Regions from separate parts of the Mus musculus genome. Here region 1 is linked to region 2. The links are chromatin contacts, called in public HiChIP or PLAC-seq maps. All regions are on one chromosome and are shown on one strand. Each heading gives the region's core, a stretch centred on a gene start, on an enhancer-like site or on the middle of the called end of the contact. The rest is flanking DNA. Distances are from core to core; before and after follow the strand shown.

Region 1 (5,317 bases), core at 968-3,467, 160 kb after region 2:
ATTTATTTGCTCAGATTATATTTTGCTAGAACAGAGAAACCCTAAAATCTCTTCTTTAACATTGCACTGTCTAATAGAGATCCTATATATGTGACATTAGTGTTAGTGACATTTCTGTAAAAAAAGAAAAGAAAGAAGTGGGTGAGATGAGTTCAATGTTATTTAAACTAATATGTCTAAAATATTTTCATTTCAATTTGTAATTCATGTAATTGTAAGATATTTTTGGTTGTCTTTGCAGTCCAATCCAATGTGTATTTTACATGTCATCGGACTGTGTCAGACTGACCTTATTTCAATGTTCAACAGTCATAGGGGGCTATAGTTACAGAAATGGAGCTGGAAGGCAATCTCACAATGGATTCTCCATTTTTGATCTTAGTTCAGGTTGGAGTTACAGATGACTGTAAGCAACCATGTGGGTGCCAGGAACCAAACCCAAGTTCTCTGCAAGAGCAGCAACTACCAAGCCATAGATACTTAAAGAGTGTGCAGAGTCAGAGGCCAGGCTCCTTTCAACCTGTGACTTTTCATATCCCTAGGGTCTCAGAGACTTCCATTTCCAGTCAATGAACAGGAAATAAGAGAGAGAATAAAGACTAAAAGTGACCAATAGCATTCTGTTCTAAATATGCACCAGAAAATACTTCTGAGGAAACACAACAAAGGAACATAGGTCTTAGAAAGTAGAGCCCATAATAGCTACTCTTGTTATCACTTGACACATCTGGGAAGACTGACCCTCAACTGAAGATCTGCTTCCAACAAGACTGTCCTGTGAGCATTTCAGACTGTCCTGAAAGCATGTCAAACTGTTCTGAGAGCACGTTTTGGGGTATTTTCTTGATTGTTAATTGATATTGGAGGGCCCAGACCACTATGAGCCATCTCATCCCTAGGCAGGTGAACCTATGCTTTAATTATGAAAGGTAGCAGAATGTGGTTCAGGGGTAAGCCTGGAAGTACCTTTCCTCCATAGTTCCTGCTGATGTTCCTACTTGAGTTCCTACCCTGACTCTTTCAATGATGGATTGTGAGCTGGAAGTGTGATGAAACAAACCATTTCCATCCCAAGACAGGAGGCCTGAAAGCCATACATCCTTCACAGAATGATGGTATTTTAGTAGAAAACCAAAATGTTCAACAATGTAGTAAAACTAAAGTTCACCTTAGTTTACCAATGTTAAAGTCACAGTCATTATAAAGTCAGATACTGCTATCTGGAAGAATGAAAGTGGCAATGTTCACCACATCAGGAGGTCAACAAGCATAGTGTAGACAGATTGCAGGAGGGCAAGTCCACTGTGGGCCAATACCTCTGAGAAATCTGGGCCAAAAGGCTAGGGTAAGAACAGGGCTTCATCTCTGGGAATGGCTTGCCCAATTACATGCCCATGCTAGGGGGTCACACTGGCAAAGTTTCCTGGGCAGTAGGACCTTAGCATCCCAGGCTCATGAGCCACCTATTGGGATGATCAACCTCAACTCTGACCTTTACCTCTGGACAAGTGTTCTATACCCAGGTATTGCCTAGGTTTGAGCTTCCTATGGACTGAGATCAGCAGGAGGTCAAAATGGCACTCACAAACCCTGTTTTCTGGTTCTATTGTGACAGCAGGACTGACATTCCAAATGAGACATTACACTGTGGAATTATTACAATCAGGACACTATGTCAATAATTTGTGCATCTATTATTTTTAATAATCTAAAAATAATTTTACTGTAAACTAATAAGGCAAGAATGACTATTGAGTCTCCAGAAAAAGAGATCTAATCAAGGGGTAGGCCACCTGCAGTCCCCCTCACTCCACTACTCACTCACAGTGACGGATCCACTAGCAAATACAATCCTGCAGTTACTCATGACTCTACACTCACTTGGGCAAAACAAAATGGAAGTTTCCCACTTAATAAAAACAAAAGGCTAATAGACTTGAACATTTACTGCATTTTTGGGGGCATGCCTTAGTCTCCCCTGGCCAAGTTGCCATCATATAAATCAGACCCTTAAATTATCATTGTTATAGTAGCAATAAAAATAATAATAAAAGTACTGTGAGGTCAGAAAATGTCAAGAACAGACAGAAAAATGGGAAAGGCATAAAACAAAGTAGCAAAGAGCAGTGAGGCTTGTGAGAGCTCAGGTACTGTACCTCCATGGGGACTCAGCAGGAGGGAGCCACCACTGCTGTTTTATTTAATGAGCCTCCATGTAAATCCCAGCTGCTAACCATGCGATAAGTCCATCCTGGAGCATGAGAGGCCCCTTCTCATTGCTACTCTGACCTGGCTGCATAAATGGGAAGTTCTCTTAAAATAAGGGGGAAAAACAGGCTTTAGAATAGTCATCTGGCTTTAAGTTGCCTGCTTTTTTTTGAACAACAATTAACATGTAAAGTCTCTAGCTACAGATGTATGAAAATGGAAGAACAAACCCTAGACACTGAACATTCTTAATTGGGGGATGGGAGTCCAAAGATACATTCCTAGATACCAAAGAGAGAATTTAGACCTATAACAGAAATAAATAAAACCCAAAACTGTTCCAACTGATTGAGTAGAGGAAAGAGAATGTTACTAGAAATGTCTTTCTTGTGGTAACCAAGCTTATAGCCCCCTTTACTTACGGTCTTGGTGGCTCCATGGTTTTGAAAGCAGAACATTATGGAGGATTGAAATGCAGATACTTATGGGTCAGTGACAGTTAGTACAGAGGAGGAGGAAACACTGACCTGGGGGCAGAGGCTCAGTTCTGACCCACACTCTCCATCTACCCTTGTCAGAATGCTTACTTACTCTCCCTCCTAGAAACTAGGGAAGAGGCCAAATGATGATGATGATGTCAACAAGAACAACAACAGTAATTCTTCCTTTTTTGAGACAGAATTTTGTCATTTTCAAGGAAGCTTCCAGCATGTGGGTGTTTTGGGCATGGACTGAAAAAACTCAGCATTATAGGAACTCTTAAATTATGTTTTACAAATTAGCAGAGAGGGATTTATAGAGGTGGAGGAACCCATGCAAACCAATGCAGACCAATGCTAGAGCTTGTGCTCACACTTAGTTGTTTGGATATAGCACCTAAATTTTTTATCACCATTTGACTGTCTACCTGTTTGAAAAGAGACAATTTTATCAGCCATATTTTCTATGAAGTTACCAAAACAAAGTACTTAAAATTTCAATACTAGTTATAGCTAAGATTAAATCTGAGTTTTGGGGTATATTCACAGATAGCATGGAATTTATAGCATAGTGTGGTTTTAAGTGAATTTTCATCTATGCACAACAGTCCAAGCAGAGGTCCTACTGCTGCTCCCCTTTCACCTCTTGAGGCAGGATGAATACCACCCCCTTCAACTGCTCTGCACTTTAGTCTCAAACTAAAGAGAATGCTATTTCACATGGCTAAAGGCCATTGTCCAAGTCAGGAAAGGTTTTGAGTAGGAGAGATGAACCTTTTCTCAGAAGGCCTGCTATCTCCCAGAGCTGTAAGGAAGTTGGGAGGATCACTGGGGCAGAAAAGGCGAAGTGATTACTGGAGCAGAGGGTGAAGGATGTACCATGAAGGATGCTGGAAAAGACAAGGAAACTTCAGCACTGCTTCAGAACTTGGTGTAAGCTTTCACACCAATCTCAATGGCAAGCTGACCAGTTTGTCTGTGTGTAAGGATGGGTACTGATTCTGGTGATGCTAGGGATCAAACCCTGAACATAATGTGGTAGGCATGTATTCTACTACTGGGCCGTATTTCTAGCTCAGTGTTTCTCTTAGTCTGCCTGTGTTGCCCAAACAAAATAGGTTATATTGCTTGGCTCTGTAGAAGGTATGCAAAAAGTAGTTTTTCACTGTTTCACAGGCTAACATTCCAAGATCACATTGCTAGCTAGCACAGTGGATTTCCAGTAAAACCCCTCTTTTTTGGTAGTGACTCTTCTTTATGTCCTCATATGGTATGTCTTTGAATATCTCTAAAGGCTTTGGCAAAGCCATTAATTTCATTATGAAGGCTTCATCTTCATGAACTTATTTAAATATACTGATCTCCTACAGGCCCCATTTCCAGAAGAAGTTTGTCTGGGAGTTAGATCTTTACTACGTGAGTCTGGGAGAGAAATACAACCTAATTCACAACAACGTTATTTCAAATCATTAAGTTTATGGTAATTAATTACAGCAGTAATGAGCAGTTAGTGTACTTCTTCCTTTTTATGAAATAATTATTCCTAGAATAAAATGTACATCTTAGTGTTTTAGTGAAGGTGAAGGTTGAACTTTTTTCTTTTACTGCTGCCTATGTCATTACATTATATTAACGGAGTTTAGAATTGCAGTTCACTTAATAATAATATAGTATATGCTATCATAGTCTAGTTATATTTGTTTTAAAATAAAAGTTTAACCTAACTAAAACATTCCATGTACATACCACAAAGCCAACAGTACTAAGCCTTAATAAAAACCAGAAATCCCCCTCTTTTTGTTTTTCTTATCTTTACTGTTTATGTGGGGTTTGCAGATTAAACACAAGACTTGCCTAGCAGATATCTTTATCCAGGGTATCCCTTTTATTTATTATTGTTGTCATGCTCTCATATAGCCCAGGCTGGCCTTGACCTCCTTTATGTAGCAAAGAAGACCCTCAATTCCTTACTCTCCGGCCTCTACCTAAGTTCAGGGTCTTCAGGTATGCATCAACATGCTCAGATCTCTCAAGAAATTCTTATTAGATGCTTTTGTCCTCAACATTTTCTGTAGCTCTCACATCTTTAGTCTTTTTTTTTTTTTTTTTTTAAAGATTTATTTATTTATTATATGTAAGTACACTGTAGCTGTCTTCAGACACACCAGAAGAGGGCGTCAGATCTCGTTACGGATGGTTGTGAGCCACCATGTGGTTGCTGGGATTTGAACTCCGGACCTTTGGAAGAGCAGTCGGGTGCTCTTACCCACTGAGCCATCTCACCAGCCCACATCTTTAGTCTTTAGGCCTTTTATTATGCCTTTCATGGGTACAGCCTCATGACTTCCTGAGGCCTCTTGAGAGCACTGTGGGAAATTTTCTAGAAATTATCAGGTATCTCATGATCTATATTAGTCTAATAAATCTCTATTAAATGATATATTTATCTACTTCAAGATGGTTTTAGGAAACATGAGACAATTCAAGGGACACAGACATGGGTAAGCCTGAATCTATATTGAGTTCTGGCTAAATTCAGGTAAAGTCGTAAGTTCCCATTTAAGTAAATGTGAACCAGAATAGGAAAGTATAAATACTTCCTTGACATTAATTCATGAGATAAAAATCTG
Region 2 (5,761 bases), core at 2,173-4,672:
TACACACCTCTAGTTTAGGTTTCCTTCTGGATCATTCTATGGAAATGGTTCTCCCAACCTTCCCTTTGGATTGGCAGTCCCGCCTCAGAGCCTATTCCTTATACAGCTGTAGGGGTAGACAGTCCTACCTCACTGTTCCAGAACTAAAGACAAAGGGCAGCAGATGTGGACAGATAAGTTTGAAGGGTACCAAGCCATTGGTGCCCCTATTATCCAAGCATTTGACCTTTCTCTGACAAACTAATGCTGGCTTGCCTCTGACATAACTGGGAATACTAATGGCTTAACTCTCTTAGTTTTTACAGTATCAGGTCAGGAGAGGTGTTAACAATCTCTTAAGTATATACCCAATGTTTTCAGGACAGAAAAAGAAGTGTGAGGGACACATAAAAATCACTGAAATTAAGATGAGACTTATAAAGAAACCCTTCAATTGGGTCTTGAGGGGGGCCACATAAAATTCAGCACAGCTAAGTTAAATTCTGGGGTGCATCTGCTGTTTTTCTCTTTTTAAATACATGCCATCAAGAATCCAGAGGAGCCCAGACTGCGATGGGAGAGCATGCATAGTGACAAGGTTGTGATTAGAAAGTTCTCCCATCAGAAACGCACACAGAACCCCTGCCCAGGATTTCTCCTGCTCCTCCCTAAGGAGCTCATCATGGCTTTGGGCTAGAAAGTCACAAAACATTGAGTTAAACGGCCTGTGCACACCTGAAAGTCTTTGGCATGGCTTTTCCTGGGTGTTGAATGAAGGACTTAGGTGGTCAGAGGAGAAGGAGGGCTTGTTCATTAGGGTCAAGGCCAAGGAGCATGTGATTAGCTATAAGATTTGAGAGTATGTGTGAAGGGACAATAGACTTTTGAGTGTTGTCTGTAGGAATGTGTGTGATAGCGTGTGTAAGAGGGCATGTTGGGGGAGTGAATTTGTATATGATGTGTGTTTGAGGTCATGGGTGATAGTGTATGCCCGAGTGACAGAGCATCTGTGTATGCCCCCAGCCCGCCCAGTCCTACAAGCCCCACCTCCCAGAGACCATCTGCTTTCAATTAGCAGCATCCCATTTGGGAACAGAAACAGCAGGCTCCTCTTGGGGTGGCTTCTGAGAACCGGGTGGGCCAGCCTGGCTACCTTAGTTCTGTTCCACGGGGGCCGAGGCTGCCCTGGCCAGTATGCTCTCACAGGATAGAAAGCACCAGAAAAGGCTGCCCCTGCGCCAGCCCTAGTCCTCCCCCAGATCATAAACCTGCCTGTGAAGACATTCAGAAACAGCTCACTCCCAGTTCTTGCATGTGCAAAGATTGGAATGCCACTCGCTTAAGTTTTATTTTATTTTGCTTGGAAGGGGCGTGAAGGGGAGAAGAGTCCTGACCTAATTTGTTCTAGGCCAAAACACTATTTCATGCAAGACTGTATACCTGCAGGCAGATCCTTGCTTGCTCCAGGGAGGGGTTCTGTCCACTTATGTATCACCTGTAGCTACACAGTCCACAGCTCAGGAACACGGGTCCATATAATTCTAGCACATAAACGAGAAACTCAGTGGCACTGGAGCCTCCGTTCTAAGTCTCTTTCTCATAACTTCTAACTAGTATTGATGAGTCTGAAGGATCAGCATGATGTCTGGTGTACATTAGGATGTAAGCAGACTGAACTGACGAGTCAAAATTCAGTTTAAAAAGCGACCTAGTACTGAAGGTTAGATGTTGGAAGTAAATATTGTGTGAAAGACTCTAGCACATAGAAGAGGCATTGGGGGCTTTTGGGCTTTCACATACAATGTTCCAGCAATATTTACTTACCATCAAAGTTTCTTTTAGCCCATGTTTCATGAGCCTTTTCTGAGAGGGTGAAAGCTAGGTGGTTCTAATTAAACTCAGCAGAGACAAGACCGGATAGGAATGTTTCAGTTCAGCAGGGGATAGGTGTGTCCTAAGGCAGAGACTTAGCTGGGTGCTCTGCCAGCTTAGGTTAGGGTCTTTTCAACAGGGGCTCTCCCAAAGGAACTAAGGACTGTTCCATCCCCAGCTGTGGGTGTGGGTGTGGTCTGGGGCCATAAACTGCCTACATTATAACCTGGAGAAAACATACACAGCAAACTCTGTTAGTGCTGGTTTATAGAAAGATTATTTAATAAGAAAAGAGAAAAACAATCTCAAGACTCCAAAATATAAGTTGTCTAGTGACATAATTTCAAGTAAAATGAGTATGTGATTCAAACTTCTTGATTTCCTGAAACCAGTCAGAGGAGGAGACTTTGACAAAAGCAATGCGGCCTTAGCTCTGGTGTGTCCTGTCCCAGGCTCTACAAACCTCTGTGGCCCAGCTCTGGATACAGGGACAGCACAGGAGGTCGAGGGTCCATGGTTGGCAGGAGTTACTGGACTCTGGTTCCCTGGCTCTGCACTGTCACCATGCCCCTCGAGTCTCTGCAGAGGGGCTCAAGCGTTGGGGTTGGTCCTCATGAGCTCCACGTCGGCCTGCACCATCTCCCTCACCAGCTCCTGCAACCCAAGATTCAGGGTGGACCGTAAGGGCGGAGTTTCTGCCACCCTCTCCTATAACACCTCCTCACAGGGCCCTGAAAGGTCTCCTGTTTGACAACAGCCCGCCAGCAAGAGCTCACAGCTAGCAGCTCTGAGAATATGCACTGGAGACAAAACTTACGTCAAAGGCAACGCGGGGCTTCCAGTTTAGCTTCTGCTGAGCCTTGGAGCAGTCTCCCTGCAGAAAGTCCTGTGGAGAGATGGCAGATGAGCTGTGCATGCATGGGCTTGTCATACCCCTTGCCCAATCTGTCTCATCAGGTACTTACCATCGGGTCAGCTAGGACCTTGCAAGTAAGCATCTCCAACTGCCCACATTCCCTGCCCCACCTTGTCCTAGTGACTCCGATGGCTCTTTCTCTTTCTTTCTTTCTTTCTTTCTTTCTTTCTTTCTTTCTTTCTTTCTTTCTTTCTTTCTTTCTCTTTCTTTCCTTCCTTCCTTCCTTCCTTCCTTCCTTCCTTCCTTCCTTCCTTCCTTCCTTCCTTCCTTCTTTCTTTCTTTCTTTCTTTCTTTCTTTCTTTCTTTCTTTCTTTCTTTCTTTCTTTCTTAGATATTAAGTTGTCAGGAGAACTGCTGTAAGAACTGTTAAGTTACTGCACTTCTCGGCAAGGCCACGGGTAAATCATGCCGGCAGGGGAGTTCCACTGCAGAACAGTAATTCCAGATCCTCGACCGGCAGAACCCTGACTCATCTGCTAGGTCCCTAGAAACTACACTTCCTCAGGCCCCACTACCTACCATCAGTTCTATAGCCTTTGCCCTGTCCCTGGCGCCTGGCCGCCTGGATTCGTAGTAGCGGATCGGATCCCTACCTCCAGTCTCCAGCTTTTGGGACAGCCCAGGCGGGCAGGCAGTTGCAGGCGATCGATCGGCACCACCACAGCGTGGTCAGCCTAGAGAGCAGAGCTTACAGTAGCAGGGGCTGAGCCCTGGCTCTGCTAGGGTAGAGACAGCTCTCTCTGCCAGTCAGCAGGGAACCCACAAGCTCCTAAACCGAAACCTCCTTTTCGCAGCCACACTAAAGGGTCTGTTCTACTCTTATCTTTCTTCCTTAGAATATGGGGATTTTTTTTCTCGACTCATGGGACAAACTTGCAAATCTCAGTTTGAAACTCTGCATTAGAGGCCATGTACCCCTGTCGGTCTAGACCCTTTCTCTAGCTTTTCACCTCTCTCTGCCTGCTATTTACAGGTCCACTTTCAGAGAAGAGTGCTGACAACCACTGACACGGCCCAGGAGTGGGCCTTAACATACAGCACAGAGCCAAGCCTAATCGGCTTGCTCGGCTCTGACTTTACCGGGGGAAACACATGTGGATTCAGGCTTCCTGGAGAATTCTAGCAAGAGAAGTTCACAATTATTCATTTAAGAGGTTTCCTTGGAAAGAAGACTGGCAACAAACAAGAAACAGAAGAGAAGAAAATCCTCTATCTTGGCCCTCACTCACAGTTCTTTATTGCAGGTCTCAAGACTAGTGGGAATTTCAAGATAAGATGAAAGGGAAGAGAGGAAAGGAAGAAAAAAGCAGGGAACTCCAGTTAGGTCTATTCGTATGAGGATACCATATGAATATGCCAAGACTCAAAATAACCAGGGACTGGGCAGGAAGGGAGGGGGGAGGTGATCTTTATAGTGATAAGTATTACATTAAGGCACTTTATTTTAGCAGTACACTATTGGACAAGTGAACCATCCCTCTGAGTGACAGCCACCGATAATCGTAACCATGCTGCAGTAAAAGGCTTCTCCTGCTCTCAGTCTCCTGAACTCGGCAGGCAAAGGCATTTTATTCTGGATTTCAGATGGGTAGGCTGGGGTTAGGTATAAGCTATCTGTGTGTGCACACAATGTGCTCACCTGGGCCTTCCAAGCAGAGGCGGTCTGGATTCCCTTTCCCAGCCTGACTCTTACTCAAGCAGAGGACATTCAGGGACTCTCCTTCTCAATCATCCAGCATTGCTTTTTAGGCTTGAATAAATCAAATTCCCAAAGGCTTTGCATTTCACAATATGCTGAAGTACCCACTTCCTCCCCAGAGTGTTCACCAGAGTGAAGCAAGTTATTTCTGCAGGCCTAAAAGCCCATTTCCAGACTCCCCAGGAAAGGTAGGATACCAGAATTAGTAATTTGCGTTTATAGCACAGTGCTACCTGGAGCTGCCAGTGTAGGTGAAAAAAACAAACCAAGTAATTTATTTCTCTTTTCTCTCCCTAAATAAACTTGAATATCCTTTTACAATGCTGCTTTTTTAGTGTAAAAGTCACACAAAGATATTCCTTCTTTTTCCCCAGAGGAAGGAAGCTGTGTAGCTTGGAGTCCTGGAGCAATGTCCTCCAGCCCCTCCCTGGCTCCCTCCTACAGCAGCTTCAGGAGAACACGGTTATGTAGAATCACATAGCAGGGCTGTAAATTAACCAACTCAGCATGGATGCAATTCATGGCTGTGAACATACAGCTAAAAGAGCCTTAAAACCCTGTCTGGTTTCAAATGATCTCAGTAGGCTTGGGAAAGGGAAGGTTGTATTGTAATTATGTTTCCTGTATTTTTCTACAAGTAGCTCATAATATAAAAACAACCAGGCAACTACAATTAAGGAAAAAGAAAAATGGTTTTCAAAAGCTTAGCAACAGACACTACTAACATATACTGTAAAAGTATTTCATTGAAACCAGAGACAGGCCCAGCTAAACTGCACAATTCAGTTTTGAGCTCAGCTCTTAAGACTGAAGCTTCCTCAGCCTTCTGCCAAAGCCCTGACTCCCTGAAATTTAAGTAGAGCAAGAAGCCTTGGGAAGGAAGAGCATGAGGTCCTGTCAGAACCAAGCAGTGGCTCTTGTTGCCAGTTGCCACTGAGTTGAAACAGTGGAGAGACTTCTGTCCCACTCTCTTTCACCTGCCCCTGCCTAGGTGGGGGAGCTCTCCTTTGTCTCCATCAATTCAGCCTGCTGTGGGCTTTACTGTCCTAAGGAAACAGCTTCCTAAGCCTGGGGTGGGGGAGGGTGAGCAGGTGGGGGTGCACACCTTTAATCCCAGCAACCAGGAGGCTCTGGCAGGCAGATGATCTCTGAGATCAAGGCCAGTCTGATTTACGGAGTTATTAGCCTGTCAAAACAACAAACAAACAAACAAAACCAAGAAAGAAGGAAAGAAAGAAAGAAAGAAAGAAAGAAAGAAAGGAAGGAAGGAAGAAAAAGAAAGGAAGGAAGGAAGG

Evidence for each region. HiChIP or PLAC-seq counts read pairs in DNA pulled down with a chosen protein or histone mark.
Region 1: a contact with region 2 is called in an H3K4me3 HiChIP or PLAC-seq map of embryonic limb bud, with 5 times the contacts expected there. The contact joins two enhancer-like sites. A contact is called at or near these places in 2 of 484 Hi-C or Micro-C datasets (cochlea and neural progenitor cells) and 3 of 115 datasets of contacts at active chromatin or transcription factors (craniofacial prominence, embryonic hindbrain and embryonic limb bud).

What each region holds. Positions count from the first base shown.
Region 1 is chr13:31,979,209-31,984,525 of GRCm38.p6, forward strand. The region is part of intron 7 of Gmds (GDP-mannose 4, 6-dehydratase); the gene reads right to left. All of the region lies in intron 3 of Gm35732 (a long non-coding RNA gene), which reads left to right. Among named protein-coding and RNA genes, the nearest start is that of Gm35732, 12 kb to the left of the region's middle. Within about 2 kb of position 2,218, at least 2 of the 459 cell types and tissues checked have an H3K27ac peak or open chromatin away from gene starts, as enhancers often do. A contact at or near this core is called in embryonic limb bud, where this site is marked.
Region 2 is chr13:31,817,474-31,823,234 of GRCm38.p6, forward strand. Gmds (GDP-mannose 4, 6-dehydratase) reads right to left here. Exons shown (of 11, transcript NM_146041.2): 10 at 2,669-2,737; 11 at 2,113-2,505. The coding sequence ends at 2,443. Among named protein-coding and RNA genes, the nearest start is that of Foxc1, 14 kb to the left of the region's middle. Within about 2 kb of position 3,423, at least 118 of the 459 cell types and tissues checked have an H3K27ac peak or open chromatin away from gene starts, as enhancers often do. A contact at or near this core is called in embryonic limb bud, where this site is marked.